2 separate regions of the Mus musculus genome follow, and region 1 is linked to region 2. A link is a contact called in public Hi-C data. All regions are on one chromosome and are shown on one strand. Each heading gives the region's core, a stretch centred on a gene start, on an enhancer-like site or on the middle of the called end of the contact. The rest is flanking DNA. Distances are from core to core; before and after follow the strand shown. Region 1 overlaps Slco3a1 (solute carrier organic anion transporter family, member 3a1). Region 2 overlaps Slco3a1 (solute carrier organic anion transporter family, member 3a1).

The links. A called contact is a pair of places that touch in the nucleus more often than the background predicts.
Region 1: a Hi-C map of myocytes shows a contact between it and region 2, with 1.6 times the contacts expected there. The contact joins two enhancer-like sites. A contact is called at or near these places in 5 of 484 Hi-C or Micro-C datasets (the HL-1 cell line, adipose-derived mesenchymal stem cells, cardiomyocytes and 2 more) and 1 of 115 datasets of contacts at active chromatin or transcription factors (heart atrium).

The regions. Positions count from the first base shown.
Region 1 is chr7:74,457,023-74,460,251 of GRCm38.p6, forward strand. All of the region lies in intron 2 of Slco3a1 (solute carrier organic anion transporter family, member 3a1), which reads right to left. Among named protein-coding and RNA genes, the nearest start is that of Slco3a1, 96 kb to the right of the region's middle. Within about 2 kb of position 1,824, at least 88 of the 459 cell types and tissues checked have an H3K27ac peak or open chromatin away from gene starts, as enhancers often do. A contact at or near this core is called in heart atrium and myocytes, where this site is marked.
Region 2 is chr7:74,390,207-74,393,090 of GRCm38.p6, forward strand. The region is part of intron 2 of Slco3a1 (solute carrier organic anion transporter family, member 3a1); the gene reads right to left. Among named protein-coding and RNA genes, the nearest start is that of Slco3a1, 160 kb to the right of the region's middle. Within about 2 kb of position 1,350, at least 23 of the 459 cell types and tissues checked have an H3K27ac peak or open chromatin away from gene starts, as enhancers often do. A contact at or near this core is called in heart atrium and myocytes, where this site is marked.

The DNA.
Region 1 (3,229 bases), core at 574-3,073, 67 kb after region 2:
TCAGAAGAAATGCTTAAACAATGACATAGAGAAGAGACAGGCCAGCAATGCCAAAGGCAGGGATGTCTAGGTACGTACTGACAAGCTGCTCTGCTATGGCTGAGGAGAGCAGCTACAGAAAACAGCAGCTGCCTACTGGGATGCTACACCAGTACACACATACTGAGGCAGGTTGTCAGGAGGACATTGCAAGTCACAGGAGCATAGAAACAGAGGGCCTTTCAATTAATCAAACTGCAAAAGTGAAGGGAGAGAGGGGGCAGAGGTAAGAGAGTTTCTGATTGGCCCATTCTACCGTGGCAGAGCAGGAGAAGAGCGTAGGATACTGGCAAATAGGAAGGAGCCTCTGCAAAGCCAGGTCTGAAGCAGGCAGAGCAGCAACTTCCTTCAAAGATGGACAAACAACAAATGGTGGGCACACACACCTGGATATGCTTGGGGTCAGAGCAGTGGGCCAAGGGACAAGTCAACTCCCCTCAGGGAAGCCTAGGCTAGGCTGGCCTGAGGCCACTGCTTCGTCTAAGCCAAGAGACAACAGTTGCATAATTAAAGGAAGGAATGAGCCAGGGCAAACATGTTTTCTCCAGGGGAAACTGATTACTGAGATATGAAGAAACATCAAAACCTCAGACTCTAAACCCAGAAAATGTACCCGTCAAATGTGTTAACTGGGACACTATTCAAAGCCATATGCCCACTCTCTAAATCAAGAAGCCTACCATGGGCAAATCCCAGTATGCTAGAAGATGCAGAAGGAGATGCCATTATTGGAGTTAAGAATTGAACAAAGGGCTGGTGAGATGACTCAGTGAGTGCAGGGACTCGCTGCCAAGTTTGACAGCTTGAGTTCAATTCTGAGACCTACAGCGTAGAAGGATAGGACTGACTCATGAGGGTTGTCCTCTAACTTCCACACTTACATCGTGGTACACATATATGTAAATATGCTTGTGCGTGCACATACGCAAGCACTTACACACTCATACACACGCACACTAAATAAATGTAATAAAGAATCTAAACACAAATGGCCGTGTTGATTGCAGTTTAAAAATCAATAGAGAAATGAAAAAGCTAGGAAGAAATACTCATGGAAAAATGATTATGTAATAAATTACTCAGCCTGTGCAGAAGCACAGACTCTACACCTTCAGAACATAATAACCGGAAATTGGTAGGAATGAAAGGGTGAGTGTAATGCATTGATTTTACACTCCTGTCTTTTCGGGAATGCCCAGGCTTAGAGGTATGGGGTGCAAGCTGATGTTGAGGGAGAAAAAGCAAGCAATGGGTGAAGGAATGGGAAGCCATGTGGCTCCTTTGAGATGCAGCCACAGATGCTGAGAAGAGTGCTGGATCTCAGAAGCCTACAAACACATCCTCAAGGTTCCCAGAAAGGGTCCTTGTTGCTACTAAGACTTATGAAATGGAAGCTGATGGCCACCGAACTCCTAGGCTGGGTCCAGCCCTTGAGAAGTCCCAAGCGCTTTAATGAACAGCAGGCACACCCAAGTTTGTGTGGCGACAGCTGGCTCACTGTGAGGCTAATCCTGAAATAGCATCCCTTTCTCCTCTCTCTGTTTACCACAACTTCCTGTGTCCTCTGCCCTTCTGTTCAGGGAGCCAAGAGCAGAGGATACTGCATGTGTAAGGCAGAACTGGCTTTTGATAGAGTGGTGGTGTAGAAAATGGGCTATGGACCATGCTTGCAAAGGCATTGGAGCACAAATTTAAAAGCATGCACACCTGCCAGTCAACTGCAGCCTAGCTGGCTGCCAGTTCATAATCTCGACTCCAGACCAGGGCCCTCTCTCCTACGTTCTTTTCCACTGACTTCCTTAAATGGGAACGGAAGCCAGCCCCAGCTAAGACTGTATCTACTGCGGTCCAGGTTCCTTTCCAGGCACTGTTTGCATGAGATCATTTAATCTGATAAATCATCTAGGATGCAGAAAGACTTACTCCCTTCTCAAATGTAACAGCGCAAAACAGAAACGAAGGGAATTGTCTGAGATTGCACAACAAGGAGAGAGAGAAGCAAGGGCAGAAATTCAGGCTCCAAGCTGAGAGCCAGAACCAGGGCCAGGATCAGGGAAGCCTGCAGAAGCCCCACACTCACACTGAACCATGAGAGCTATCTCTTGACTTGAGTCTTCAAAAGCTCTGGGCTCCCAGCCTGACCTCTCAGGCTCAGGGATGCTGACACTCGTTGCTACCTATCTATGCCTGCTATCCTGTGAGGACTTAACTCCTAGACAGAACGCATCTGGTTTCATAGAGAAAGTTTACAATAAAAAGTCAGCCTGGAGCTCGGAGTGATGACAGGCCAGAGGAAACACCTTTGCTGATGTTTCTAGACATACTGTGGAATTTTCCAGCACAGGAAATGTACCCGGAACCCACAGTAAAAACAGTTATTCATGGCTGTCATAACATTCCCTTGTCCGTTGGCTTGTCTACAGGCACCCTGGGCTGTGACCCCAGATGGCTAGCAGACAGACCTTTCTAGAAGCTGCTTCCATCTTAACCAGGGAGTCTCAATTCTAGCGTTACCTAGGTCATGGGTCCTGTACACTGTAGGATGCTAAGTCACACTCCCCACCTTTAACCACCAGGTTCTGGTAGGAATGTTCCTACCTTCCAACCACACTGTAACAAGCAGCCCAATGGAAACTGGACGTCCCCACGTGCCCTCTGAGGTACTAAGTTTCTCCATTAGAAACACTGTCTCCAGCTCTGTGGCCAGCTCACAGCTTCCTCCTTCTCCTGGACAGCACCATTACTTTAGACCAACTCTCACATTTACCTGCCAATGTGGCACAGCAGCCTGTGTGAGAACACACTAAACATTGATGACCATGCTACATGGTTTCAACCAAGTGCTCTCAGATATGGAAAACTTGCTCCTTCGTTGGTTTGTGTAGTCAGCACTCATCCTGTGAGGAAGTTAAGGTAAATATGGCTCTGTAAAGTCATCACAGAAACTGGCTTGGCAAATCCTGGATCACTGTTCCTTGGGGAATTGCCAGCCACATTCCTGTAAGCTTTGGTCATGAGTGTCTTATGACATCAATCCTTAAAATATAAATAAATATAAAAAGTTGGCCTCTTGACTGACAATGCTAGTCATTAGCATTGAGATGCAGGCCAACAGAGCTATCCCGCACGTCTGGCATGTATACTTTTCCCATACATCGCATATTACTTTGTACCTGGAAATGACACATGG
Region 2 (2,884 bases), core at 100-2,599:
AAGTGCTTCCTGCACAAGCAGGAGGACCCAGGTTTGGTGCACAGAAGCTGCGAAAAAAGCCAAGTGTAGCAGCATTCACTGTAACCCAAGCACTAGGGAGGGAGGGTCAGGCAGATCTCTGGGGCTTGCTGGCTAGCCAGACTAGCCTAATCTGGTAAGCCCAGTCCTAGAGGGATACCTTGTTTAAAAAATAAGGAGGATAGCTCCAGGGAAATGATACTTTGACTTCTGGTCTTTACACGCATGCACATATGTGACCACATATGTGGGCACACAGCCTCCCCAAAGAGAAGCCCACAATATTATTCAGACAGCCGGACAGTGGTGGCGCACACCTTTAATCCCAGCACTTGGGAGGCAGAGGCAGGCGGATTTCTGAGTTCGAGGTTAGCCAGGGCTACAGAGTGAGTTCCAGGACAGCCAGGACTACACAGAGAAACCCTGTCTTGAAAAAAATCACACACACACACACACACACACACACACACACACACACACACATATATATATGGTTAAATATATATATATATACATATATATACTGTATATATATGTCTGTATATATATATTTATATTATTCAGACAACTTGAAAAACAAACCTAATAGGAAATATTCTAGCACAAATATAAAATGTATTGATATATGCATAATAAGCTTACTAATGGCATAGTCTATACTTTCTCCATAAAGTTTGCAAAGCTTCACAGTGTATTTTATGCTCACACTGTGGGAGATGCTGAAATAAAGACCATTGGAAGGATTGGTCTCCCCATGATTGGAGATATTCAAGTAAAAGCTGCAGGACTAGCAGCAGGAAGCTGTTGAGCCCCAGTGGCCTGGGGTTTAGACTGGAGGAACCCATGAGGCTGTTCTCAACCAGCTCTCAAGGGAGCATCCTATGCTTGGACATCTGCTGCATTCACACGATGCCTAGCAAAATGCTGAAAGCCACAGTACACACCATCACATCTGATTCCAGCCCTGCCATCCAGCCAATGCTGTGCTGTTCATTAGGATACAGAAACCCAGGCACAGAGTGAAGAAAGCCCTCCCTGCAACCCAAGCAAGGTGGAGGCAAGAAACATAGGTCCCTGTTTGCACATAGGGGCCCTGTCCAAGGAGATTTCTCCTGAGTCTAGATGGATCACCGGAGTTCTGTGTGCACCAAGCAGCCAGGGTTGAGGAGGGCCTGAGGCTATGGTGCTGAACCCTAGCAGAGGCAGAGAATGGCTTATGATCAGGGGATGCTGCTTTTGCTGTGAATTTGAGGTCCATGGGATACACAGGGCTGGGAGAGCAGAGCTAGCTTCGCTCCTAACAGCTGTGCCATTTGGTCTCGAAAGTCACACCCTCGTGAGGTCATTACCAACTGCTCCACAGAACACTAGTCCAAAATAGCACTGACATCTGGATGTCTTTTTTTTTTTTAAAGCAATATGGCTGTGGAATTACAAGGGACATCTGACCCTCATTATGCAGGGCTTTTGGCTCTGTCCAGCTTGAGCCAGTAGAGGCAGCAGGAAACTATCAATAGAAACTGTATGTGCTTCCCGGAACAGTTGATCTGTGGGTCCCCCAGCTGTTTCCCCGGTGTTGCTAATCTCACACAGTGGTCCACACCCAGCACATATGAGAACACCAAGTGGTTGCTCAAATGGAGTTAGAAAATCCTCATTGTTCAGGCCCTTCCTTAGTTCTCAATCCAAGCTGTAGCTTCTGGTATTGGCACACTCTCCCTACCTCACCAGGCTTGGCTCCCAGTTACCCCAGTCTCTTAAAAAATACCCCTTTTCCACAACCAAACCATACCTGAACCCACTGAGTAAATCCAGAGCATTTGTATATCGTTGCCTATGTGGTGACTTTTCCTGTCCACAGGACAAATTCAAGTGCCACCCTGAGTGGCACTGGTGTCTAGGTTGCAATACAGACACATGGCTCAAAAGTCATGTTCACATGGTAACATGCCCATTAGCCTCTGTACCTTCATTAAATCTATTCCCTACCTGAAAAGCCCCTCTGTCCAACCTGGCAGATCACACTTCTGTTTCAAGATCAAGTTCAATTACTTCCTTCCCATGGAATCTTTATCCTGTGGGGATCCCTGAGCACAGTGCATTTCTTATCTGATAGTTTATCACAGCCAAGTAGAAGAATAAGATAATTCTAGGCAGGAAGACACAACATGGGTATATGATCCAGTGACATGGGATAAAGGACAATTCTGGAGGAGTGATCGGAGATCTGCTCTGAGGAGATGGAGGTACAGCGGAAGATGGAAGATAGAAGTAGGGTTTTGGGAGAGGGGCTGAGAGCCTGAGCCTTAATGAACATGTGCAAGGGAGAAGGGTACTGGTCAATGAAGTGGCTTTAGGGCAGTCTGCCATAAGCACATTATGCAGGGATGGTGACATAACAAACAAGGGTGGATTACAGAATGGGCTCAGGAGAAGGCACAGTGGACCAGAGATGAAGAATGTGGCAACAGAAAGTGCTGTTGATTCTGAAGTCAGAGCTGGCAGCATTACTGATGGCTCAGGTATACGGGCTGAGGACGACCTTGACCATGTGCCAGCATGAGATTCTGGAGAAGGGAGCCCTTTCATGAACCTCCTGGATGGTGGACCTATGCCTCCTGGGCTCAAAGTATAGTGCCACAGTGGCTTAAGGGCATGGGAGAGTTAGCAATGGCAGTGCTTACTCAGTCACCTCAGAGTTCCCATTTCACTGCATGCCAATTGTCTGCTCTCAAATTGGTCATCCCTCTGCAACTCAGGACTCCCGAAGGGCGAGGGTCAGGCAGGATGCTCCATGCACAGTGGAGTATATGTATCCAGCCTGCGCAGGAGTGACAATGGCATCACCAGTCCCAGCCTAAAGAGC